Regions from separate parts of the Mus musculus genome. Here regions 2 and 3 are each linked to region 1. A link is a contact called in public Hi-C data. All regions are on one chromosome and are shown on one strand. The core of a region is the stretch at or near the end of the contact, and the rest is flanking DNA. Distances in the headings are between cores, read along the strand shown.

The links. Hi-C and Micro-C count contacts between places; a contact is called where the count stands out from the background.
Region 2: a Hi-C map of Th1 cells shows a contact between it and region 1, with 2.7 times the contacts expected there. The contact joins two enhancer-like sites. A contact is called at or near these places in 2 of 39 promoter capture datasets (cranial neural crest and second pharyngeal arch cranial neural crest), 1 of 15 datasets of contacts at CTCF or cohesin (CD8 T cells), 22 of 484 Hi-C or Micro-C datasets (3T3-L1-derived adipocytes, B cells, the CH12 cell line and 14 more) and 4 of 115 datasets of contacts at active chromatin or transcription factors (CD8 T cells, T-cell acute lymphoblastic leukemia, effector CD8 T cells and 1 more).
Region 3: a contact with region 1 is called in a Hi-C map of Th1 cells, with 2.8 times the contacts expected there. The contact joins two enhancer-like sites. A contact is called at or near these places in 2 of 39 promoter capture datasets (hematopoietic stem and progenitor cells and hippocampal neurons), 5 of 484 Hi-C or Micro-C datasets (CD8 T cells, Th1 cells, cranial neural crest and 2 more), 2 of 115 datasets of contacts at active chromatin or transcription factors (the SCID.adh cell line and embryonic stem cells) and 1 of 9 other capture datasets (adipose tissue).

What each region holds. Positions count from the first base shown.
Region 1 is chr5:103,441,010-103,444,713 of GRCm38.p6, reverse strand. All of the region lies in intron 1 of Ptpn13 (protein tyrosine phosphatase, non-receptor type 13), which reads right to left. Among named protein-coding and RNA genes, the nearest start is that of Ptpn13, 18 kb to the right of the region's middle. Within about 2 kb of position 2,328, at least 22 of the 459 cell types and tissues checked have an H3K27ac peak or open chromatin away from gene starts, as enhancers often do. A contact at or near this core is called in CD8 T cells, Th1 cells and effector CD8 T cells, where this site is marked.
Region 2 is chr5:103,376,431-103,380,205 of GRCm38.p6, reverse strand. No RefSeq gene overlaps it. Among named protein-coding and RNA genes, the nearest start is that of Gm30443, 18 kb to the right of the region's middle. Within about 2 kb of position 2,410, at least 122 of the 459 cell types and tissues checked have an H3K27ac peak or open chromatin away from gene starts, as enhancers often do. A contact at or near this core is called in CD8 T cells, Th1 cells and effector CD8 T cells, where this site is marked.
Region 3 is chr5:103,517,539-103,521,471 of GRCm38.p6, reverse strand. It overlaps Ptpn13 (protein tyrosine phosphatase, non-receptor type 13), which reads right to left. Exons shown (of 48, transcript NM_011204.2): 9 at 3,903-3,933. Among named protein-coding and RNA genes, the nearest start is that of Ptpn13, 94 kb to the right of the region's middle. Within about 2 kb of position 2,306, at least 45 of the 459 cell types and tissues checked have an H3K27ac peak or open chromatin away from gene starts, as enhancers often do. A contact at or near this core is called in Th1 cells, where this site is marked.

The DNA.
Region 1 (3,704 bases), core at 1,079-3,578:
AATTAGACTCTAATTTTTAATTCAATTCTCACAAGTTTCTCTCCTTTTCTTCTCTTTTTATTGATTATGGGCCGTGCATGTGTGTGTTCATGTCAATGTAATCATTTCCAGTGCTTCATTTTGTTGCGTGTATCTATTTGGGACCAATGTCTCCCTTCTGCATGAACAACATGCTTAAGGTAAATTCTTTTAAGCTATTGTGCTTCCAAAACAGTTTCTTGTAGCTTTGTTTATGGAAGCCATTTGCTATGGATAGAAAATCTTCAGTATTCAAAGGTTTGGCTGCATTGTTCTGTTTTGTTTTGTTTTTCCTTTAAGATTTATGTATTATGTATACAGCATTCTGCTTGCTTGTATACCTTCAGGTCAGAAGAAGGCACCAGATCTCATTACAGATGGTTGTGAGCCACCATGTGGTTGCTGAGAATTGAACTCAAGACCTCTGGAAGAGCAGCCAGTGCTCGTAATCACTGAGCCATCTCTCCAGCCCCTCACTGTCTTCTTGGACTTTTTTTCCCAGCAAAAAGTATCCTGTCTTTCTTACCATTGCTCCTCTGTAAATCAGTGTGTCTCTTCTCTTTGGTGACTTTTTTTTTTAATCACAGATTTAGAAAATTTATTTATGGATGTACCACCCTCAGTGATCCTTTCTTTTTCATATGTTTGAGGATCATGAAGGATGGCAGCTACTCTTGGCTGTCAATCTGACAACATTTGGGACTAAAACTGAAGTGACTGGTTTACCTGTGAGGAATTCTTTTTCTTAATTAAATCATGGGAAGTGGAGAGATCCACTTTTTATCCACACCTTTTGAGGTGGGAAGACCCACTTTTGATCTGCGCCACACCTCTGCAGGCAGCCAAGTGAAGGCCACAGAGGAAGGAAGCCTTAACTCTGTGCCTGCTTGCTCTCACCCTGCAGGAGCGTGCCTTCCTTCACTGGTGCTACAGCCTACTTCTCTGGGATTCCGGGATACACAGAGGACTATCAGTGACATCCACCCTCCTAGAACAAGCAACTGCTAGACATTTGGACTTTTTGATGGTATACAGCCATTGCTGAACTAGCTGGACCCCAGCCTGTAAGCCATTCTAATAAATGCCCCATGTGCATGCATACACACATGTATGTATATATATAGGCATTCATTCTATAAATTGTGTTCCTCTAGAGAATTCTGACTAATACATGACGATTCCTAATTTTTAACAATATTTAGAAAATTTTAGCCCATATTTTCTCAAGTTTTTATTTCATGCCTCTTTGCCCTCTTCCTCAAGGATTCAAATTTCACATGAATTATTAGGTCACTTGCAGCTTTCATATTCATTGATATCCTGTTCATTTTCAATCTTAGTAAATTTATTGTTCTGTTAATTTTTTGTTGCTATGGCAAAAATACAAACACAACAACCACCACCAACAACAAACAACTTAACAATATAAAGGAGGAAATGGTTAACTTTGGCTCATGGTTTCAGCCCATGTTCATCTGGTTCCACTGAGTGAGAGCTGTGGTGAGGCACAGCACAGATAAGGAGCCCACGCTGGAGCAAAGGGACTCACCTCACAATGGGCAGGAAGGAGAAGGAAAAGGCGAGGGAAGAGGAGAGAGCGCGGAGAGGGAGAACTTAGGGACCTATGCTCCCAGAAGCCGAAGCCCCAACTAGGCCACGCCCTCTAATAGATAACTCTGCTAAGAATTTTTCCGTGGATTAGCCCACCACTGAACATGGTCAAATGTAAGTCATCTCAATAGTAAAAATCAGTTGGTTGGGGACATTTTATACCAAACCCCAAATTTCCCTAACCGTTGCATCTCTGAACGTTTGTTTATACAGAAACACAGTTGGTATACAGCATAAAATTTATTTTAATTTATCCAACAATTTTAACATTTTTGTTATTTATAAGTCAGTCTTGATTACTGAGTTATCTTCTCATTTTTTTTTTCTGCTTATTTGACTCCCAGGGCATTTTTTAATGAATTTTATGTCGGTAAAATGTTCAGTTGACTGTGAAATTATCTGAGGAACTAGAAGTTTGATATTTTTTAGGTATTAAAGATAAGTTAAGCTTATCCAGGTCAATGCGCAGTGGGGGCAAACAACTGTTTCCTACCAGGGAACTTGCCCCCTGCACACCCCAATACCTGGGTGTCTTGAGGTCCTCCAGGCTGCTTTTGGGGGGCACGTTATCACTGGCCTAACATGAGGCAAATGCTTTTCTTCTCGTTCTTTTGTTTGGTTCCTTTTTCAAGCTTGGGTAGGTTCCCTGCACACATGAGAATCTGGTTACTCATCTAGAAACTCAAAGACTCCTTCTTCTGTGGGGCTCCAGCATCCTCCTCACCCCCACTACTCAGCGCCTTGACACCAGCTTTCTGAACCCAGACAGTCATTTCTCTACCAGGTTTCTCCTCTCTGCTGCCACATCCTGGAAACTCTCTCAATGTAGTAAGCAGCAAAATCACACAGCGCAAGCTGTGCCCTCGCCTTGGGGATTGCTGCCTTGTATTACCTGATGTTCACTGTACGAAAAATTCTTTGGGAGAGTTTATCTGTATTCCAGCTTTTGCAGGAAGTCGGGTAAAATTCATTCCTGTTATTCCATCTTTGCTGGAAGCAGAACTCTCACAAGATTATTGTATTTATTTCTCTAAACTAAGTCACAGTAAATGGCATCTCAGCCCAATTTCCCCTGATGGATTGGGGTCAGATCTTACACAGTTAAGAGGTTGGCCCTTTAGATTATTTCTGTGAGTCTTTTCATTAACGGTCTTAAAGCCGGCCATTCTTCTGTTTAAAAGGCACATTTGAAAGGAATAGTATTAAGGCTAAGGAATGTTAATGCTATGAAGAAGAATGTCTGGAAGTTTGTGCCGCCAAAGTCAATTACAACGTGATTTTCCTTCCTCACAGTTTCTCTAAGAAGGATTTTTTCTTTTTTCTTTTTCTTTTTTTTTTTTTTTACAATTCTTGCCAATGAAAAGAACATTCACAGAGACAGCACAGAGACACTGAATGCACAGGCATGAGAAGAATGGCTGGCCTTGAGGAAGACCGACAATAGAGAAATCCTAGAATCCAAGTCCCTGATACATGGACACTTGAGAGATCTTGTGTGTGAGGACTATCCTGATCTTTATACAAAACCCAGTGTTTACTTCAGTGATATAGAAGGGAGGGATAGTGACCAGCCATCTTGAATCATTCCTATCACTATTATCCTCCAATAAATGTCAAGTATATATACATAGTGAATTCACATGAGAGAAGCCAGGACTCGGGCTAGAACACACGCTGCCAAGCCAGGGCCTTGGTTTGGCCTACAGGCTTGCCTTGGTAGGCATGCAGGGCGAATGGCCACAGAATCGTTAACAGATACATACATACATACATATATATATATGTATATATATATATATATATATATATATATATATATATTTTTTTTTTTAAAGCCAATAGTTAGAAGATTCCACAAGTTAAAAGAGATTTCATTCAAAAAATCCTGGAGAAGAGTTAAGAGTTATGGTAGACCTCAAGATAAGCAGCAATAGGCCAGGGCGCCCACGTTCACTGTCAAATCTCTTGTTACCATCATACTGCTCAGGTGCCAGGCCTTTTTTTTTTTTTTTTTTTTTTTCCTCTCCTCTGGATATTTATGAGAAAAAAAAAAACTGAATGGTAATGTCCCAACA
Region 2 (3,775 bases), core at 1,161-3,660, 65 kb after region 1:
TTACTGGTTTCTCATTTATCTGAAACTTTATAACTGATAATTTTAACCTCAAGGTGTTTCTGGTTTATTGGGACTCATGGTCCAGGCTGCTCTGCAAATCTGTATATAGCCTAGGATGAGACCTTCAACTCGTAATCCCCCTGCCTCAGCCTCTCCAATGCTGGTGTTGTGTGTGTGTTACTGCGCCACTCAGGGTTTTGGTCCTACAGGACCTAGATTCTCAAGTAAACCATGATTACCCAAGTTTTGTTTTGTTTTGTTTTTCTTTCTTTTTTTTTTTTTATGTATTTTCCTCAATTACATTTCCAATGCTATCCCAAAAGTCCCCCACACCCTCCCCCCCACTCCCCTACCCATGTTTTGTTTTTCGAGACAGGGTTTCTCTGTGTAGTCCTGGCTGTCCTGGAACTCACTTTGTAGACCACGATGGCCTCGAACTCAGAAATCCGCCTGCCTCTGCCTCCCAAGTGATGGAATTAAAGGCGTGCGCACCACACCCGGCTCAAGTAAACCATGAAATGCTCAAACTGAAATCAACTTCTGTGTGTTACACAAGAGACTGGTTAAAACAGTGTGAGAGCCATAGTGACTCCAGAGCCTGTGTGGGAAACTCAATGTTCTCCTAAGTGACACAGCTTTTGGTTCATAATTATTTTATTGTTTAAGAGGTTGGGAGGCTGGCCTTGTAGTTCAGCCTGTGCAGCACTATTTGTGGATGTCTCAGGGCATCCATGTTCAAAACTTCAATGGCTACCGCAGCACTTGATGGGACTACCTTCAGTTATATAGACCAGCAGTGACTAACACGTGGTTTTATGGTACAGGTCTGTCATTCTGCAAGATCACAGGACCAAAACTCAGAAAAGCCCCTGTAGTGGTTTGAATATGCTTGACTCAGGGAGTGGCACTCTTAGGAGGTGTTGTCTTCGTGGAGTAGGTGTGGCTTTGTTGAAGGAAGTGTGTCACTGTGGGAGTGGGCTTTGAGACCCTCCTCCTAGCTGCCTGGAAGACAGTCTCTCCTGGTTGCTTTAAAATCAAAATGTAGAACTCTCAGCTCCTTCTCCAGCACCATGCCTGCCTGGATGCTACCATGCTTCTTGCTATGATGATAATGGACTGAACCTCTGGAACTGTAAGCCAGCCCCAATTAAATGTTTTCCTTTATAAGAGTTGCCTTGATCATGGAGTCTCTTCACAGGAACGGAAACCCTAAGACAGCCTCTGGCTTCTGTTGTTGTCAACTTGTGAGTTCTAATAATTCTAGGGGTTGGAGAGATAGATGGCTTAGCAAATTAAAGGCACTTTCAAGGTAAAGGTAGGAGGTGACAGCCAATACCTGCTATGTGTCTTCCAACCTACAAGTGTGCTCTGGTATGAGCTTGCCTATACACCCACCCACCCGGTAAAGAAATGTAAAGAAAGGAAAATTAAGAAAGAAACGGTTAATTCTGATTGAAAGCCCCACCCTTTTCACTTTGAACTGATCCCTGAAATTCTGTTGCCTTGCAGATGTGGCACGGCAGTTTGCCCTTAAGAAGAATTACAGATACTCTCTACTATATATCAAACATGGAACTATATCCTTTAACACGTGAAATAGGTGCTTACTCTCTTTGGATCTATTTAGATTCTGATTTAGATCCCTGACCTGAATGGACGCTGAACAAACGTCTGATGGGTTGACAGGTTCTGTTCTAAGAACTCTTCACGGTCTCGTTCTTCCCCTGCGCTGCTCTGACAACATCCCACTTCCCACAGTCCTCCTCTCTCAGGTGCTGCGCATGCCCACTGTAGAAAACGCAGGACTCAAGATATAGGATGCATACAAGGGTCTGATAACACTTTCTAGTTCTTTTGTTGACTAATGTCTTTTTCATGATAGAACACAAACACATAACAAACAAACAAACAAACAACAACAACAAAACTGAAACAAGCCAACATTCAAAATCACGGTCATCCTGTTTTCTTGCTTCCCTTTCCTAGTCTTTTCTCAAACTCCCCAGGAAGCAAGTCCAAAGATTCTGTCTCCTGAAATCGGGAAGTAGAGCCTGCCGGGTGCCCTCCCTCCCACCCCCAATCCCTACCTCCCTCCTCCTCAGCCAGTCACCAGTTTTTGGTATGGAAAGAAAGGGGGTATCTTGGGCTTGTGTCTGTAACTATGAAGCTGCTTTGTAATCGAAAGCTCTCCTCTGCTCACAGGAAGCAATCGGGTCAGAACAACTTCCTCTCAACAGTTCAAGGGGCTGATTGTCTCCCAAGCTTATCACATAGACTCCCAGAAATCCCCGCGGGCAATAGAACATAAATGACCTTTTTTTTTTTTTTTAAATGGTCACCCAAGTACACTCATCTCAAAGTAGCTTTTCTGAGCCTTATTGATTTATTAAATGGGCTTGCAAGTTTTTACTGGTCACAATGAAAGATTTGAAAGAGCACGCAAGTAGGCGACGACGCTTCAAGTCACTGACATTTGTGGCTCTAAGCAACTACAGAGATAAGATATTTCTGGTCAGAGTGCTGAGTGCACAGTGGCTACAATGTAGTCAGTGATCAGCCTCAGGAAGCAGCGGGTTTCCTTCCCCATCCCTCCTGTCCCTCCGGGAGAAGGTTGTTTGTGGCCCAGTGTGAACACTGAAGCCGGCCATCAGCTGCCTTGTTTAAAATGCGAGGGATCTTTATTCTGTGTGGCCTCCTGCTTCCCCACCTCATGTTAGGAACCTTTTTCCTGCTCAGGGATTAAAATCCTAAATACCGGAAAGGCGCTGCACATTACTGGATTCAGAACAATGACTTCCTCTCTCCAGGACAAGCCCTTCTGAGGCATTCTCTGGAACTGATAACCTTATGGGAAGTCCTTCATCCTCCCACACCTCCAACTTCTCTCTTTTAGCAACATTAACCTGGGCCAGGAGTTTCTCCCTCTGCCTCCCAGTCCCAGTCTCATCTTTCATGACATGTCTGCTGAGGTCTTGCCTGCAGTTCTGTGGAGGGGATGCCTCGCCTTCTCGTTCTTTTTAAAAGGTCCGTGGTTTTTTTGTTTTTTTGTGGCATGGCTGTCTCTTATTTTCTCCGCTGGTTTCCCCTTCCTTGGTGACTCACTGGGTCTCTTCAGATCTCATGCTGAAGCTCCGTGTTACTGTTTTCTTTGGCCAGGGAGCTTGACTCCCACACACTCGACTCCCCTCACTCCCCTGGTTGCTCTTGCCAAGGTTGCAGCGAGCTTAATTGTATCTTTTTTGTATGTTCAGTTTTTTATTTTAGTTCTTCACTTTCTTTTTAGCGTTTGAGAAATTTTGTTTTGTTAGAATTGAGTCACTCAGTTCATGTACATTCAGTTCTCCCCTTTGTAGAAGTTAGGGTGATCGCAGCGATGAATGGCAGTGGATTTTCACAACATGAACAGGAAGGCTCGAGAGTTTCTGTTTTCCTCTTCAGATGTGAGCGATGTTTCACCCAGCACATCCCTCTGATACGGGGTGAGTTTGTATTTACGAAACCAGAGAAAACCTTCAAACACGGATTACAGAGAGTCCACAGTTCCCAGAGGAAGTAGCAAGGAGATGATACAAGAATAGAAGAGAAAGAGAAACGTATCTGGAAGTTAGTTCGATGAGATCATGGTTAGCTTTAAACTGATGTAATGGTTGCTTGTCTAGTCATTAATAGTCCTGCTTTCTCTTTCTATGTCCAAAGACTTCCTCAACCTTCAGCCCCACCCAAACACACAAAGCAGGGAGATACTGCATCTCTCCCTGGGGCCTCCTGGGATTCC
Region 3 (3,933 bases), core at 1,057-3,556, 77 kb before region 1:
GGTGTCTGGTTTGTTTGCTATTGTTGTTCTTCCTATGGGGTTGCAAACCCCTTCAACTTCTTCAGTCCTTTCTCTAACTCCTCTATTGGGGACCCTGCACTCAGTCCAATGGTTGGATGTGAGCATCCACCTCTATTTGTAAGGCTCTGGCAGGGCCTCTCAGGAGACAGCTATATCAGGCTCCTGTCAGCATGCACTTGGCATTCACAATAGTGTCTCAATTTGGTAACTGTATATAGGATGGATCCCCAGGTAGGGTAGTCTCTGGATGGCCTTTCCTTCAGTCTCTGCTCTACACATTATCTCCATATGTGCTCCTGTGAGTATTTTGTTTTCCTTCTAAGAAGGACTGAAGCAGGTTCAACATTTCTAAACCAAAGCCATTTTACTTTCTTCCTATGTCTGTCCTTCTTGCAATTATTTACCATTTGCTAAGGACACAATCTTAAGAGTCATCCTTATTTCTCCTTCCTTATAAACTACCAATCTCATTTGCATTGAATCCCGAAGGGACAGCCCATAAGAGCCACATCTGGATTGCCTCCAGCAGTGACTGTGCCGGCTACATTACCTACTTTCCAACTGCCATTCTGTTCTTCCCATCATGCAACAGACACTGCAATGCTAAGTTACATCTTGCCTTTTTGTGCCTTCAGTGATCCATGGCTTCCCTAACATGTAGAGTCCTTAGCATCTGTGACATGCTCACACACTGGGGCCCTGATTTCTTGGCCACTGTCCCTAGTATACAACGTCCTTTATTCATTTTGTTGTGGGCACACTGCTTTTTCACTATTACAGGAAAGGTGACATGTCTCCCTCTCATTAATGAAGAATGTTATTGCTGTGATGGAACGCCATGACCAAAAGCCAGGTGGGAATAGTCTATCACTGAAGGAAGTCAGGACAGGAACTCACACAGGGTAGGAAGCTGCAGACAGGAGGTGGTGCAGAGGCCATGCAGGGTGCTGCTTCCTGGCTTGCTACCATGGCTTGCTTACTCTACTTTCTTATAGAACCAAGGACCACAGCCCAAGAACGGCATCACCCACAATGGGCTGGGTCTTTCGTCATCAATCACTAATGAGAAAATGCCTTATAGGCTTTCCTCCAGCCTAGTCTTAGGAAACATTTTTTAAATTGAGGTTCCCTCTTCTCAGATTACTTTGGCTTGTGCCAAGCTAACATAAAACTACCCAGCACCCTCCCCTACTTCAGCGCCTCTGTATCTGAACACCCCTCCCACTCCTTCACTTGAATTTTATACTCAGTGTCACCCCTTGAGGGACACCTTCTCTGAAAACACTAGCACATAAGGCAGGATCCAGAACCCACTGTCTGACATGCCCGCTGCCCTGTGGGAGTGTTGTTGCCCTCTTCCGACTGTCTGAGGGCCAGCTCTCAAATCTAGTAATCCCTAGGGTGAGGCGTCCTTGTGTGAGCCTTGCTTGTGTGTATTTCGCAGCTCTGCTTCTAGTACCTCAAAGTATCTGCTATATGGTGGATGCCCAGCAGCCGCTGAGTGAATGAGTAAATGTGTTTCTGTAATTTACCTCACCTGGAGTCGAAAGCAGGAAGAACTTGAGTCTTTGCATTGTAAGTCAAATAATACATTTCATTAAGCGAATTTCATTAACTAGAAATAACTTAACAGTAAAAAAGACTTATCACTTTATCTCTTCTAATATAGATGTAAAACATTTCATTAAGAACGGAAGCATTTGAGATATAAAAAACAAAACAAAACAAAACCAAAAACAACAAAAAGACAAAAACAAGCTCCAGACCTAGACAACTATCTCATTGCTGGAGAATGAGTGTCTTATCTGCTGATGCACTGGGGGTGGGGGGGTGGGGGGGGTGGGGGGGTGGGGGGGGTGGGGGGTGGGGGGGGTGGGTGTTTGTTAATATGCTGGGAAAGAAGGCGAGTCACCCAGACAGAGGCATGAGGCAGTGGGAAAAGGCAATGGGTAATGGGCAATGCTGCTCCACGAGCTAAAAGCAGGAGAAAAGGCTAAGAGATACCCTTTGTAAACAGCTCTCAGTATCTTTTTTAGTCACTAAAAGACACTTTTGATAGCTTAGAAATTAGTCATCTTGCCTCGCCTGACACATCATTTCCGGTTCATGTCTTCCCCACCTCACAGCAGAAATCAGAGCACTCACTGGCTTTGTTTTGCCATTTCACTCTAGCTGATGGGAATGGAAAATTTCTCATAAGGAAGCATGCATGCAACATGCAAAACTACAGTGCTACGCGGAGAACCGATCAGGAGCTCCTGGCCATGTGTCACCAGAAACCCTGGCCCACAGCCAGGAGAGCCTGCACTGCCTCTGTAGGAACTTGGGCAGTACGGTAGTCGACATGGACTTGCATGGGCAAGAGAGGGGAGTTCGACAGTTTCTGTGTGACGACAAGTGCACACTGTAGGACCACCCTGCCCCAGACTTCGCTCCTCCACATTTATATCTACGTTAGTTGCTGTGAACATCAGATAAAGCCTCTTCCCCAACAACGTGAGTTAGCAAATTAAGGTGGCCCCCATGTTCACATTTCCATACAAAAAACTCAGAGCTTCAAAACTACGTCTCCTGTGACTCATGGGTTTCAGATTCTTTATTGAGAAAACTGACGCAGTTTCCAAGATGACTTATTTTGAAGACCTGTCTCCTGAATTAAGAGGCTGCAATCTTGAGTCAATGCACAATCCCCATGTTCTCTCTAGTTGTTCTCTCTCTTCCTTCTCTTACTGAAACTACAAAGGGCTGATTTAATTTTCCTAAATCAGACATATAGAGGTGGAAATTCTAAAAACTTCTCCCTCAGGCCAGTACTGAGTGTAAGGTAATTTAGTACTGGCTTCTTACTGCTCATCCCAATGCTGTGGCTTCATCAAGAAAGCAAGTAATACTGAGTACAGAACTACAGAAATAATAAAGAGTCCATCATAACAAAGTAGTAATTAAAATGGCATTATGTAAACAGAAAATTATTTTCTACAAAAAAAATATTACAGATATTTAAAAGAAGTGAAAGAAAAGAATGTGGGCCACTAAGTAGTAATTTTTTAGTATATGAGCTTGACTGTCTGAACCATAGCCATGAATAACTGCTGTAACCACGCCACTAGGATTACATGGTCTATTAACAGTTTACAGGTATGAACACTGTCTGGCATATTCATTAGCTAAGGGTCAGATATTTGAAATTTTCCAGATGGTTCTCCTATCCTCAGAAGCACCTGCAGTCAACAGTGAGTTTAGAGTCTGCACGCTTAGGAAATAGACTTTCAAGCCAACTTTGGATGTCAAGTGTCATCTTAAAGATCTGAAGTCAGCGCTCTGCGTTCCGGCCAGGCAGCTGTGTGTGTGCATGTGGCAGTGATATACATCAATACACTGCTCTTTCAGTTTAAACAAAGCAAAGTTTACATAACTGTGGCACAACTGCCCCAGATCTAGCACACACAGGCACTTACATTTCATAAGAAACTTGTTAAGTATTCCAGTATGGACACGGATGCTACATAACCCCAAATGGGCATTAGAATATGCCAGAGCGGCTCTGTAAGCCAACCAGTGAGCCAATAATTAACTTCTTACTTGATAGCTCACGTCGTGGTAATCTAATTATTCATTCAACCACTTCACCCTGAATACCTGAGCCTGCCCCAGCCTTTCAAGGTACAGATCAATTATTTACATTTTAGAAACAAAGGTTTACTGTTTTCACAGATTTTTAGTGCCATGCCTTTAACCTTGATTGTTATATCCATTCGCACTGACAATTTAAGAAGTCACGTGCCAACTGTAATTAATGAGAGCCACACCAAACAAGGAAGAAGCAAACAAATACAAAACCAACCACCTGAGACGAGAAACCAGTGCTCTCCAAGCCATACCTTGGTCGTGTCTGGCCAGTTTCATCTACTC